2 separate regions of the Arabidopsis thaliana genome follow, and region 2 is linked to region 1. A link is a contact called in public capture Hi-C data. All regions are on one chromosome and are shown on one strand. Each heading gives the region's core, a stretch centred on a gene start, on an enhancer-like site or on the middle of the called end of the contact. The rest is flanking DNA. Distances are from core to core; before and after follow the strand shown. Region 1 holds the start of MAM1 (methylthioalkylmalate synthase 1). Region 2 holds the start of AT5G24200 (alpha/beta-Hydrolases superfamily protein).

Evidence for each region. Capture Hi-C pulls out chosen DNA fragments and counts their contacts.
Region 2: a contact with region 1 is called in a capture Hi-C map of seedling, with 4 times the contacts expected there. The contact joins the promoter of AT5G24200 here to the promoter of MAM1 in region 1. A contact is called at or near these places in 3 of 26 Hi-C or Micro-C datasets (callus, root and seed embryo) and 3 of 3 other capture datasets (root, seedling and shoot).

Annotation. Positions count from the first base shown.
Region 1 is chr5:7,699,581-7,706,437 of TAIR10.1, forward strand. It overlaps MAM1 (methylthioalkylmalate synthase 1), which reads left to right and starts at 3,461. Exons shown (of 10, transcript NM_001343784.1): 1 at 3,461-4,036; 2 at 4,714-4,973; 3 at 5,475-5,688; 4 at 5,819-5,899; 5 at 5,990-6,082; 6 at 6,169-6,255; 7 at 6,460-6,560; 8 at 6,653-6,686; 9 at 6,789-6,857. The coding sequence starts at 3,509.
Region 2 is chr5:8,198,846-8,205,702 of TAIR10.1, forward strand. AT5G24200 (alpha/beta-Hydrolases superfamily protein) reads left to right here and starts at 4,074. Exons shown (of 4, transcript NM_001343849.1): 1 at 4,074-4,289; 2 at 4,418-4,564; 3 at 4,964-5,585; 4 at 6,431-6,857. The coding sequence starts at 4,503. The coding sequence ends at 6,781. AT5G24190 (Lipase class 3-related protein) reads left to right here and starts at 912. Exons shown (of 2, transcript NM_122325.2): 1 at 912-1,256; 2 at 1,536-2,206. The coding sequence starts at 912. The coding sequence ends at 1,928.

The sequences.
Region 1 (6,857 bases), core at 2,211-4,710:
GTGTTGTTTGTATTCTCTTTTTGAGAACCGGTCTAAAGTTTTGAGAGGCCTAAATTAAATAACGAGCAAAATGTAAAGATTGTGTATAGTTGTCTATAGAGAAAGAGAAGGAAAGGATTGTGTATAAAAGTCATCACCTTTGGTCAGTAACTCGAGCGGCCAGGAGAAATTGATTGATGGAAATGCAGATACTATTCATTTGTGAAAATGACATATATACCCTTCCCAGATGGTTCATCTTTTCCTTCAGCACATATCCTTCGATTACTATTATTCTCTGCTTTTTCTTGTAAGAAAATTTACTAAAAGTAAGAAAAAGTAAGGTAGGGACAATAACGTTACACGTCGGTCTAATACAACGTTACATATGGTAAAATAAATAGAAAGGATCGAATATATAAAATATTTGAGACTTTATAAAACAAATAATGTTTAACTGACTTTAATAAATAGATCATATTCTGATATTCATCTTAAAAAAGAGATTTATATTCATCTAAACTTTAAGCGAACGGAAGAGTTGAAACGAAATGGAGGGATGCCACCAACCAAGCTCAAGATCTCTCTCTCGGATGGTTAGTGGACCCTTAGTATGTGGTCGATATATTAAGCTTTTGGTCCAAAAAAGAATTGGGACTTATAAGCCCATAGGCCCTTTAATTTGTGTAGAAATTGTTCATCTTACTTCATGACAAACAATCAACTCTCTAAAAACTTGATTATGTATGGATTTTGATAATAATTCCCTTCAAATTGCAAGTGGAAGAATACGTAAAAACATAATATTAAGAAACTTTAATTCAGCATGAAGAAAAAAGTTGGTAAACATAGCAGTGAACTCTATGAATCTTTAACCATGGAATTTCAAGAGATTCCACCAAAAACACTTCAAGTTATTCTATGAGGAAATAAAAATACTGGAGGACCGTATAACAACCTACATGCAAGTTAAGAGTTTTCAACAATTACCCATATCCAATCGTCACAAGATCCGTATCCAATCCTTCTATTTTTAGTTTCTATAAATTTTATTATAAGCTATAATTTTAAATGAAGTACTAGATTTTAACCCGCGGTACACCGCGGGGACAATTAATTTTTTAATATATATAAAAGTTTGCAAATTGTATCTATATATAAAATATTTTTATTTTAAAGTTTACAATTGTTATTAAGTAATGTCCTGTCAAACTCGTCCCGTAAAAAACCTATTTATTTTATTAATGTTGATTTTATTTATGATATGTTTATAAATCATTGTATAAATATTTTGTAATTTTGTAGTAATTAACTGCTATCAAATATTTATGCAGTTTGATGCTTATAATCGAATTGTTATAATCATGAAAAAAGCAATATCAAAAATGATAATTTTGTAGTGTTTAAATGATATTAAATATTTTGGAAGTTTTATTTTAGTAACTAATTGTGTAGTTAATGTGGAGAGATTTCGGGAAGATAGTTAAATATCAAATATTTAATTCGAAGATTTACTTTCTAATTATCAAAAATAATTATTAAATATTAGTGGCAACCACTGTAAATAAGTCCCAACTTGAAGATTTATTTCACAAAATGGCTGCAAAAATGTATATATAGATACTAATTTTGGATGAATTTCATTAAATTCACTTGTATATTTTTTTATTATAACGTAAAATAATTTAGTTACAATTTTATATAATTAGGATCCAATCCCTCTATTTTAGTATCTATAAGTTTTAATGTTTTATTAATGTAAAATAATTTAGATATAATTTAATTATTAGTATCTAATTTTTTATTATAATATAAAATAGTTTTTTTTGTTTTTTTTGGCAAAAAATGTAAAATAGTTTATTTATTACTTTAAATTAGTATCCAATCCCACAGCACTGTATGGCTGAAGTTATCCACAACTCACCTACCTATACAAGCATACACGTGATGATATCATGCTAATCACTTCTGAAGGAACAATGCCGAAAATTAAACCTTATTATGCATTCATTAACATCCGAATCCATTTTTCTACTTTGACAAAATGAACAATATCCACATGCCAGCATCTAGCTAGATGCAGACCTGGTAAGGCACCAATGGGTTTGAAACCTTCCTCCATATTGTTCCAATTTGTATATATTGCATTTCAAAAAACCAGAAATATTTACTGTACCATTCACGATCGACCCAAAGGATTTGAACCCAATCTCATAGCCTAATGAATCGTATTCAAAATTGATATGCACCATGAGAAACTGGTATCATAAACAAAAACTGATATGCAAATTAATTAATTAAATCACACATATGCTATATTTTCTCTATGGGCTGGACTGGTGTTTTGTTTTAATTATTATGATAAGAAGAATTGCACCAAAAAAAAAAAAGAAAAAAAAAAAGAAGAAAATCGTATCTTTTTGTTCTACCTATACAGACACATAATGCATCATTTTAGTTTTTGGGACAAAGACATAATGCATCAACGTGTCAGCAATATATGAAACGTGAAGAATGTTTTGTCTGAGTCTGAGTAAAATTACTAGAAATTAAAATTAGTAAGACTGACTAATTACAAATATCCCAAGTCTGTGTTTATTCTAAGACAACTACTAGAAAACTTAACTATATTAGACTACCAACTAGGCAACAAATATCACAAAGAATATCGTATGTCACCTACCTGGAGGTGCATACCACGTGATTTTATCCCCATTTTAGATATGGTCATATCGATTAGTTATTGTATATAAAAAAAAAATTCTTACAGGCTATAAACTATTATGCTACAAATTTTGGTAAAAACCTATTACTTGTTATTCCGTTTCCAAAACATATTATGGCTATATTAAAGTGTGTATAAATGAGTTAAAACATTTTTAACAACAAATAAATGTAAAAAAAATGAGTTTAACATCGTTGTAAGTAAACTTAGGATTTGTTTGTTACCTCAAACTTAAATATTATTCCCTCTGTTTCTAACTAAGTGTAGTTTAAAGGTTTTTTATTTTTTTCAGTATAAGTATTGTTTTCACTTTTCGATGCAAACATTAAATGTATTTAATAGTTTTTAACCAATTATATTTTACATCATATTTTTTATTGGTTGGATTAGTTGTAATTGGTGATATTTTTTTTAAAAAAAGATAAATCAAATGAGATTTATATATTTTCTTAATTTGCGTGCAAAAACTTTAAATTAAAAATATTAAGAAACAGAGAGAGTATCTTTTCTATACATAGGTATATCACTTATATATATATATATGTATACAGCTAAATATTTATGTAAAAATGTAAACATACGAAACTGTTTATAGAAAGTATAATATTCTAAAATAAGATATCAAACACAGTATAATATTTAATTTTAAAGAAGATACTATTTTGCGTTTAATGTTTTCATCGAATATAATTTCTTATTCCGCTAACTCAAATGTTTATTATTTTTAACATCAAAATGTTTCTAATACTAAAAAGTTTAATAAATAAAAAAATCTCTCTATAAATAGATAAATTATATCGTATAATGTTCAAAACAATTCCCACACTATCTTTCCTCCACATTAAAGTAAAGTATCTCTCTCTTTTTTCTCCTACGTACTCCATAGTGATGGCTTCATCGCTTCTGACATCTTCCGTTATGATCCCTACCACCGGTTCCACCGTGGTTGGCCGGTCAGTGTTACCCTTTCAATCTTCCCTGCACTCTCTCCGCCTGACCCATTCGTACAAGAACCCCGCATTGTTCATCTCATGTTGCTCTTCTGTGTCCAAAAATGCGGCAACTAGTTCTACTGATCTCAAACCCGTTGTGGAACGGTGGCCGGAGTACATACCGAACAAGCTTCCCGACGGAAACTATGTGCGTGTATTCGACACGACGCTCCGTGACGGTGAACAATCTCCTGGTGGATCCCTCACTCCGCCGCAGAAGCTAGAGATTGCCCGACAGCTCGCTAAACTCCGAGTAGACATCATGGAAGTCGGTTTTCCGGGATCATCTGAAGAAGAGTTAGAAACCATTAAGACCATCGCCAAGACTGTGGGGAATGAGGTTTTTTCTTTATTTCCTTCACTTAAATGATTATGTACATATTTTAACACACAAAAAAAAACTTGATATAATTTTATGTTCAAACTATATATATATAGTTGATAAATTGCACATGACCCTTATAGTTGAGGCCGAAATAAAGAAAACAAATTATGTGTTTAGAATTTTTTCAAAAACGGCTGATGAATACATTAGGACTATTTGTCTTAATTTATAAACTGTATTAGTATTTAAATTTTACTACTAATTTTGCGGTCCTTATTTATTTTTATTTTAATCCGTTTGTTGTAGCCTGCTGCTTTTTTTGTTTTCCTTCACTTGGATGTAGTTTTATTCGTGTTTTTTTTTCCTACCATCTATTCTTCTAGTTATAGTGTTATTTATAATTAGCCAAGTTCTAACGGGTTAGAGAAAGCACATGCACATGATTAGTTAGAGCCGGTCGTATAGTTAAGATTTTTTTTTTGTGACATATATATGACAAAATTATGTGTAAAAGTGTAAGAATCCCATATATATCAGAAATACAATTCTAGCATATACAATATATGAGTTAATATTATATAGTCATTACTAGTTGGTTTTGTGTTGAAACTCATGAATGCTCCCAAATGGAGCGAGTAACGGTCAAAGTTGACAACAACGAACATTAATTACTATATTGTTGTTTTGCTTAGGTGGATGAGGAAACAGGTTACGTCCCTGTGATATGCGCCATAGCTCGATGCAAACATAGAGACATTGAGGCGACTTGGGAGGCGCTGAAGTACGCGAAGAGGCCAAGGATACTCGTATTCACATCTACTAGTGACATTCACATGAAATATAAGTTGAAAAAGACTCAAGAAGAAGTGATTGAGATGGCCGTGAGTAGTATTAGGTTTGCTAAAAGCTTGGGCTTCAATGACATCCAGTTTGGGTGCGAAGATGGCGGCAGGTCCAAATCTTTAAACCTTTATATATCTCAATTGTTTCTCTGCGTTTTTGGTTTAGTTTTATTTATGCTTAGTTTGTATTACCAAACTATTTTTGTTAGTAACTTATGTTTGCGTTGACATTTGGGTATATTTTTGGCAAGAATAATTCACAAACAAAAGGCATGAATGATTGTGAGTTTTTTTGTTTTTTTTTATATAGTTTTTGGTTTCTGGATTTTAGAATTTGGTTTTTGGATTTTGCAAAAATAGAAAATAGATAAGTGGGGAAAAAATGTTATGTTAAGAATTTGTTCAGGAAAAGTGAAGAACTCAAATAAGATGGTTTTTAGATTGTCACTAAAACATTGTTAAGATCTTTCAAACACTAGATTTCTAGATCATAATAGAAAAGGCGGTTTTAGCTGTTACTAGATATGTTATGGATTTTGTGCGAATTTTACATATATGATCATGTCATATATATATATATATATTTGATTTTAAAATATAGTGTGATTCAGGTCGGACAAGGATTTCCTATGCAAGATTCTAGGAGAAGCCATAAAAGCCGGTGTTACGGTGGTGACCATCGGTGATACGGTAGGGATCAACATGCCACATGAATACGGGGAACTCGTGACTTATCTCAAAGCAAACACCCCTGGAATTGACGATGTTGTCGTCGCTGTTCATTGTCACAACGACCTTGGTCTTGCAACCGCCAACTCAATCGCCGTACGGAACTAACTCTTTTTTTGTGTGTGTGTGTTAGATATATTTTCATATATATATTTACTAATATAGATTCTCAATGTGACAAAAATATGAACATATAAAACAACGAATTTACATGATATATATATAGGGTATACGTGCGGGAGCAAGACAGGTCGAAGTAACTATCAACGGAATTGGTGAAAGAAGTGGCAATGCGTCGCTTGAGGAGGTATCATCATTTTTGTTACCATAATCTCATCACTACCATGATCATGATCATGATCATCATTATCAACATGACCATTTAAATGGTATGTAGGTCGTGATGGCTTTGAAATGTCGAGGGGCATATGTGATCAATGGGGTTTACACAAAAATAGACACACGCCAAATCATGGCTACCAGCAAGATGGTATATATTCACACATGCCATATATATACATATATATATATATATATATAATTAATTAACAAAAATTTATGTAAACTCTTGAGCAGGTTCAAGAGTACACGGGCTTGTATGTTCAAGCACATAAGCCCATAGTTGGAGCGAACTGTTTTGTTCATGAGAGCGGCATTCATCAGGTTCGTAATTGGTGGTAAACACGGATATTAAGAAATTATATAAACTATTTTAGATTTTTGTTTTTAAAATCCCTTTAACCAACACTAATCGAATATTCTAGATGTACACTATAACTAAAATAAACATTTACATTATATATGTGATAATAAAAATACATACGAGATTAAATTGATTTATATGATGTTTGTTCCAATATTTTTCAGGATGGAATATTGAAAAATAGGAGTACTTATGAGATCTTATCACCAGAAGATATTGGGATTGTAAAATCTCAAAATTCCGGCCTTGTTCTTGGAAAGCTTAGGTTAATATTCTATTTAGTGATACTTTTACCTACGAACAATTGTTTTATTTGTCTTCTTATATATTAATTTTAACAACAATGGAAATGTGCAGTGGACGTCACGCTGTGAAAGATCGGCTGAAAGAGGTATTCCTTGTGACAATTGTACCTACCTACTAGATTACACTTCCTAGAGATAAATATTAGATGATTCATATACTTACTTATGTGTATATTTTCTATTTTCAGTTGGGATATGAACTCGATGATGAGAAATTGAACGCTGTCTTCTCACTATTCAGAGATTTAACCAAGAAT
Region 2 (6,857 bases), core at 2,824-5,323, 500 kb after region 1:
TGTCATGTTCTTCTTTATTCCCCAGTTTACATGTAATTGTTTTTCAAGTTTCCGGCCGAGATATGAGTTTTACACGATTCCTCTTTATTGTTTATGAAAACAAAATTCAAGAATGATGAAATTTAAAATTAAGATCGTTTATAGTTGTTAATTTTAATATTTTTTTATGATAATAGTTACATTTCTTTATGTACTATATACTTTCATTTTTATTATATATTCATACAAAAAATAACTTTCAAATTAATTGTCACATGAAATGAATGTTATGACTTTATTTAAACTAGTATTGATACTTAAAAAAAAAAGATATGTTTTCAGGTGAATTTTATATTAACCTTTTTTCTTTGAATATAATTTAACATTAAATTTGAAAAAAGTATTAAAATTACTACTAAAATTTTATTTAAAATAAACATCAATAATAAATATTTCAGAAGAGACTAAATTCATTAAATGAATTGTTTTCAACTACATTGTGTTCATTTCCACTTTTTCTCTTATCATTTCGTTCTTATTATTATTTGATGATCACCACTCACCACCAATGTGTGGTAATAAAAAAAATACCAATACCTACTAGCTAGCTACTAAAAGATATATTGGTTTTGTTAAATAGGAACAATTCGTACCATCGAACTTCAGTGGCATCATGTTTGGTAAATGGAGTGTACTTATTGGAAGGGGACAGGCTTAAGAAAAGGGTACGTCGTCCCGATTCACTAGCCACGGCTTGGTGGGAATTTTTCCACTTCACTTTACTCGAAACCTTGATCGACGACGACCGCTCCATATATGGCGCCATTTTCGAATACGACCACTACAATCTTTACCAAAAAAACCCTAATTTGAAACCACCTCCACATTATGTTATTGCCTTCCGCGGCACGGTTCTAAAGGGAGAAACTTGGATGCCTGATGTGAAACTTGACATCCGATGCATCTTAGATAACCTCCATCAAGGCCCCAGGACTATCCACGCCATACAAGCTATCCGCGCTATGATTGACAAACACAGCGAATCAGCTATCTGGCTTGCTGGACACTCTTTGGGAGCCGCCCTAGTGTTGCTGGCCGGGAAGACCATGAAAATTTCTGGATTCCTTCTCGAGAGTTACATATTCAACCCACCCATCATATCTATTCCTCTAGAGCAGCTACCTGGCGGCGTTCTACTTAAAGGTGTGTTTCGAATCACCGAGAGCCTCGTCAAAGCTACTGCAGCTACTGTTACTATGGCCTTAACTGATCAACGGGTAAATATATAATCTTTTTAACGAATTTCAAATGTTTGATCATTTTTGGATAACGAATTCAATTAGCTATGGTGGTTTAGTCATTAAGAACTCATCTTGTTAGTCGAGGCCACGATATCAAGTTTTCCATGTTGGTCAAATTAGAAAATTATTACAAAAAAAAAACAACATTGTTGAAAATATTTCCAGTACTAGTTTATAGTTTATTTTCTTACGAGAACCTATATTGATACTTTTTTTTTTTTTGTAAATCAATACGGTTGTCTTTAACTATTACAGGTTCAAGAAGATTCCAAAACAGCATTGTGGATACCTTATTTATATGTGAATCCAGCAGATCCAATATGTGCAGGATACATTGATTACTTCAAACACAAAATCTTCATGTCTAAGATCGGAGCAAGCCACATCGAGAGAATCGGTTCTAGAAGCTCATTTAGAAATCCATGGACCCGAAGAATAGGAACATCATCATCATCATCATCACCACTGTCTGATTTGTCAATGGAACCTCTTCACCTTCTTCCATCAGCAGATATGACTGTAAACAAGAACAAATCGGCTTCGTCTATGGCAGCTCATGGGCTTCACCAATGGTGGGAGCAAGACTCCGTCCTAAGGAAAAATTGGAAAAACTGTTTGATTAGGCCCGATCCTGGAGACAAATCTTGAAGAGTGCATCAAATGATAAATTAGAGGGCCATATAATAAGGTTTTTTGTTTGGTTAAATTGATGTATGCCTCTTATTTATGTTCTGCTGATCGTTAGTTTGGAACACTCTATCTACCCTTTTCCATGGCACTATGGTTCGTTTCCGTTCATATCTTGTTTTTCTGTCTTTTCCATGTTTTGGAATCATTAATTGAACAAAAATGGATTGTGGTTGGATTTCAATTTTATTATGGCCGGTTTTGGTGAGATATCCGACCTTTAATGGTGTTATGTTTTGTAGCTTTTTCAATCATTTTGTTGTCAATTGCATTTCGTATTATATAGTTTAAAATAAAACAAACCATCATACTTAAATTTAAACAAATAAATATTTCTGATTAAGAATGTTTTTCCTAAATTCTATTTTACAATGTTTTTTTTTTTAAATTGAACTCCTTTAGTTTTGGTGTAAACAAATTAAATATAATCTTTATTTTAAATAGATTTGAAATATACCAAAACGCTTTCATTATCATTAAATATTTTGTTACGTAAACAATTTAAAAATTTATTGGCTCGGACAATCGGTTTCATATTTAAAATAACATATCCAGTCTATACCCAACATTTATATCGGGTCGAATTTAAGTTTTCATTCAATTTTAGATAAAAATATAGTATTTTGTGTTATATATTATATTTTTATTAATTTTATATACTAAGTCTAATTGAATATGAATTTGAGTTAAAAAAAATATATTTGGTTTGATTCTATACCTAAACTCGTATATCTTTTCAAATCGAAGATTGGATATGGTCATATGGACATGGTTCATCCGTTTTAAAAAAAATATTTGGTTTGATTCTATACCTAAACTCGTATATTTTTTCAAATCGAAGATTGGATATGGTCATATGGACATGGTTCATCCGTTTTCTTAAAAAAATTGTATGGTATACCCAAAAAATGTACAACTATATAGTCGTATTTCATTTTTTTCAAATGTGAACTGCGAGTAAATTATCTGCTGAATGAGTGTTAAGGTATATAGCGTGATTGATTGCCAAAGTCAAAGAAAATATGCACCGTTCATTTGTGCTGCGAGCACAGCCATTATATACAAATTAAACCATGTGATCCCTTAAAAAAAGAGACGTGGAGATCTCTCCCCCGTACTCATGTTGCTTACCATGGATAATAGGAACAAATATAATTTTAGAAAAATAACTTGTTTTTTTTTTGTCTAGGTTATTTTAGTCGACGATTTAGTCAAAATTCATTACAATTTAAAAAATATATAAGTAAATGTTATATAAAATTTGCAAAAGGAATAAAAGTAGACGTACGTCCAGAGAAATCGTTTTCTTTGTGTGGTGTGACTGACTGTGTCAGTGTGTGTTTGGTATTTGTTTAATTCTCGGTTGTTTTTATTTTGTTTTTCTAAAAGCATATATATGAAGATGATGCATGCACGAATTAAAGCATATATGAAGATGTTGTTATAACATACATTACCTTGGTGAAGTATGTAAGGGCTTACCCCAGACAAAAAAAAAATGTATAATGTATTTGCTTTAATTCTTCACATTTACTTTTATATTAATTTTCTTAAGACTCTATAATTTGTAAAAAATTCAAAAAATCCACAAAACTATCCCTACAAAATATTTAAAAAGTGTATGAAACTTATTCTTAAGTTTTAATTTGAAGACTGATTTTAAATCAGTGTTTAGGAAGACTCTAGTTATATATGAAATTTACATTGGAAGACTTTTTGAGTCTTCCCAAATGATACATTTGGTTTCAATACGAAGACGCCTAGAAAGTCTTTCCAAATGATATTTTTTTCAAAGATTTTAGTAGTAATTATTATTGAAATATGTTTTAGAAAATTATCATAGATTTAAATAACAACACATTAAATGATCTTTCCAGGTACTTTCCCAAAGTATTTAACAGTTTCCATATGCTTTCTCAATCACCTTAGCTTTATTTCAACTCAAATATCTTCATGGGAAATTTACCGACAATTTCCTATTTGTTTTGTATTCCTATTCGTTTTGTTAAAAAGAAAAGAGGAAATTGTTGTGGAAATTTGTGGCTAAATTCCCCGTGGAGATACACAAGACATATTTAATATTTATCTTCCTCCTTTATTTTTTGTATATCTTGACAATTTTTATTTCTAGAGAAAACAACAATTCCTCTCATTGATCATATAAATAGATGACTTAGAGTTAGAACAATCACAATGAATTTTTAAAACTAGCTCAAATGTCTTTCTCTTCAGGTTGATCATCAACCTGTGTTTGTTTTTGGTTGGTTTCGTCAGTAGCTCTCTCACTTCACTCACAAAGTGAAACCAGTTACAAAACCAGGGGTACTTGATATTTTTGTATTTACAGCTATATCATTGTATCTATCATACACTTTAATTATTTTAATTTTATGTTTTAGTTAATTACTATATACTTTTATTGTTAGTTACATCACCTTTTTCGTATGTAGTATGAATGGATACCATTCTAACATGTAAGTGATAAAAAGAAGAAGAAGAGAAGACGGTGAAAGTGTGAATTAGGAGGAGCTGCTGATGGCCTCACGCAGAGAGATTTTTAGCTTTTCTGGTCCCCCTCCAATTCCCTCTTTTGACTGGTAAATATGCAGTTTCATTTTATATCTTCCCTTCCAAAATAATATTGATTATGGATTCTTTTTTGCCCTTTTTTTTTTTTTAAACAAAGAGTAGATGATTACATTGATCACGAATTATTACTCAAATATCGCAAATTCGATTTAGATACCATTATTTTTTTAACAGAACAAAAATCTGAGAGACAAAAATAATTAATTGACTGTACAAATATATTGATACCACTTCATCCGATGGTTTTTTATTGGTTCTTTTTTCTTTTGACTTCGACATACTTTTGCATGTGTCTTTCAACATTAAATTCAAGTAATATTTCTTAATGATGACACAAACAAAATAATATACATATCTACTCGATGATTCTGTGGTGTATATACTGTAATTGGTTTGTTTTTCAATAGGAACAATTTGTACCACCGAGCGTCATTGGTATCATGTTTAGTGCAAGGAGTGTACACAATGGAACGAGATAGGCAACAAAACCGGTGTGGTTCTGACTCAAAAGCTAGACCTTGGTGGGCGTTTTACAGGTTCACTTTATACCAACAACTTAGGGACGCATTAGATGGCTCCATATACGGGGCCGTTTTCCAGAACGACATCAATTACCAGAATACTCCCAACTCGATAGTACCTCCACGTTACATTATTGCGTTACGTGGAACGATCTTAAGCCCACAAACTATGGCTTGTGATGTTCAGCTTAACATTCGTATCGCCTTCGAGAACCTCTACCGCGGGGGTAGATTTGTGCAGGCCATTCAAGCAATGCAATATTTTGTGGCCACATATGGAAACACAGCTATCTGGATCGCTGGACACTCTCTAGGAGCTGGCCTTGCACTACTCGCGGGGAAGATCATGGCCATGTATGGATGCCCTGTCGAGGCTTACATCTTCAATCCACCTATCTCCTTGATTCCTCTAGAGCAGCTAGTGGAGAGTGAGGATCTTAAATGTGCGGTCCGACTCGCTAGGGATATCCTCAAAGCCGGCATAGCAAGAGTCCTAGACCTTAATGAGGTATCAAATCTTCATAATACTTATGGTACTTCACAAATAATACTATCTCCCAAATAATATGGGGGGATTGACACAAATGGCACTAAAAAACTTTATTATTCCAAAAATGATACTTTGTTTTGAAACTTCCAAAAATATCATATAAAGTTTTTAATCATTTATATATTAATTAAATAATAAAGTTTTTTATTACTATTTGTATCAATTCCCTAAATAAAAATGAGAGCAACCACTAATCTAATATTAAATTGAATCAAAAAAAAATTAAATATTGGAAATATATACCCTAAATTGGAAATAAAAAAAACCCAAATATAATAATACAAACTAATTTTAAAATGAAAAATCTCTTTTAAATGGTGAAAATATATACCCTAAATTGGAAATAAGAAACCCAAATATAATACCATCAACTAATATTAAAATAAATCAAAATTTCTTTTAAATAGTTGAAATATATACCCTAAATTGGAAATACAGAATCCAAATATAATATTTTAAATTTCTAATTTATTTTGGTTGAATAGATTTTATATAAAATTGTGGTATTATTATTGTTCATAAAACTTGTTTTACTGTTACTTTAAGGAATTTTTCAAATAATTATTTGAATGCTATTTATGTCTTAAAAACTTTTTAATGTTATTTTTTTCTAAAAAACTTAAAAGTGTGCTATTTGTGGGAATTTCTCAATAATATAATACCTCACAAATAATGTCCCCCAACCATATAAAATTTTCAATAAAATAACCATTAAAGCTAGATATTGAAATTGTTAATAGGTTTGCCTTTTCTTACAAGAAACTTGATCACCTCTTGATACACTTATCTTGAATTATATACAGGGTCACGAAAGCCATCTATTTATGAATCTAGCTTCCTGGAGACCTCATTTGTTTGTGAACCAATCAGATCCAATCTGCTCAGAATATATTGGCTATTTCAATCATAGAGGCGATATGAATGAGCTGCAACTGGGTAGGATCGAGAGGTTGGCTAGATACTCAATTAGGAGAATATTGTTCGGAGGAGGAGAAAGTTCGTCGTCGTATTCTTCAGAAGAACATCTTCATTTTCTTCCGTCGGCCATCGTGATGGTGAACACAATCATATCACCGGATTTTCAGACAGATCATGGGATTCATCAATGGTGGAATCCTATGCTTGGACAGTTTTCATACCAAATTATAGCATGACTTGCGCTTAATTTCATCGCTTCAGTTATTTTCTTTTCAGTTGAATCTTCTATACAAATATTGTAAGGTTTTTTTG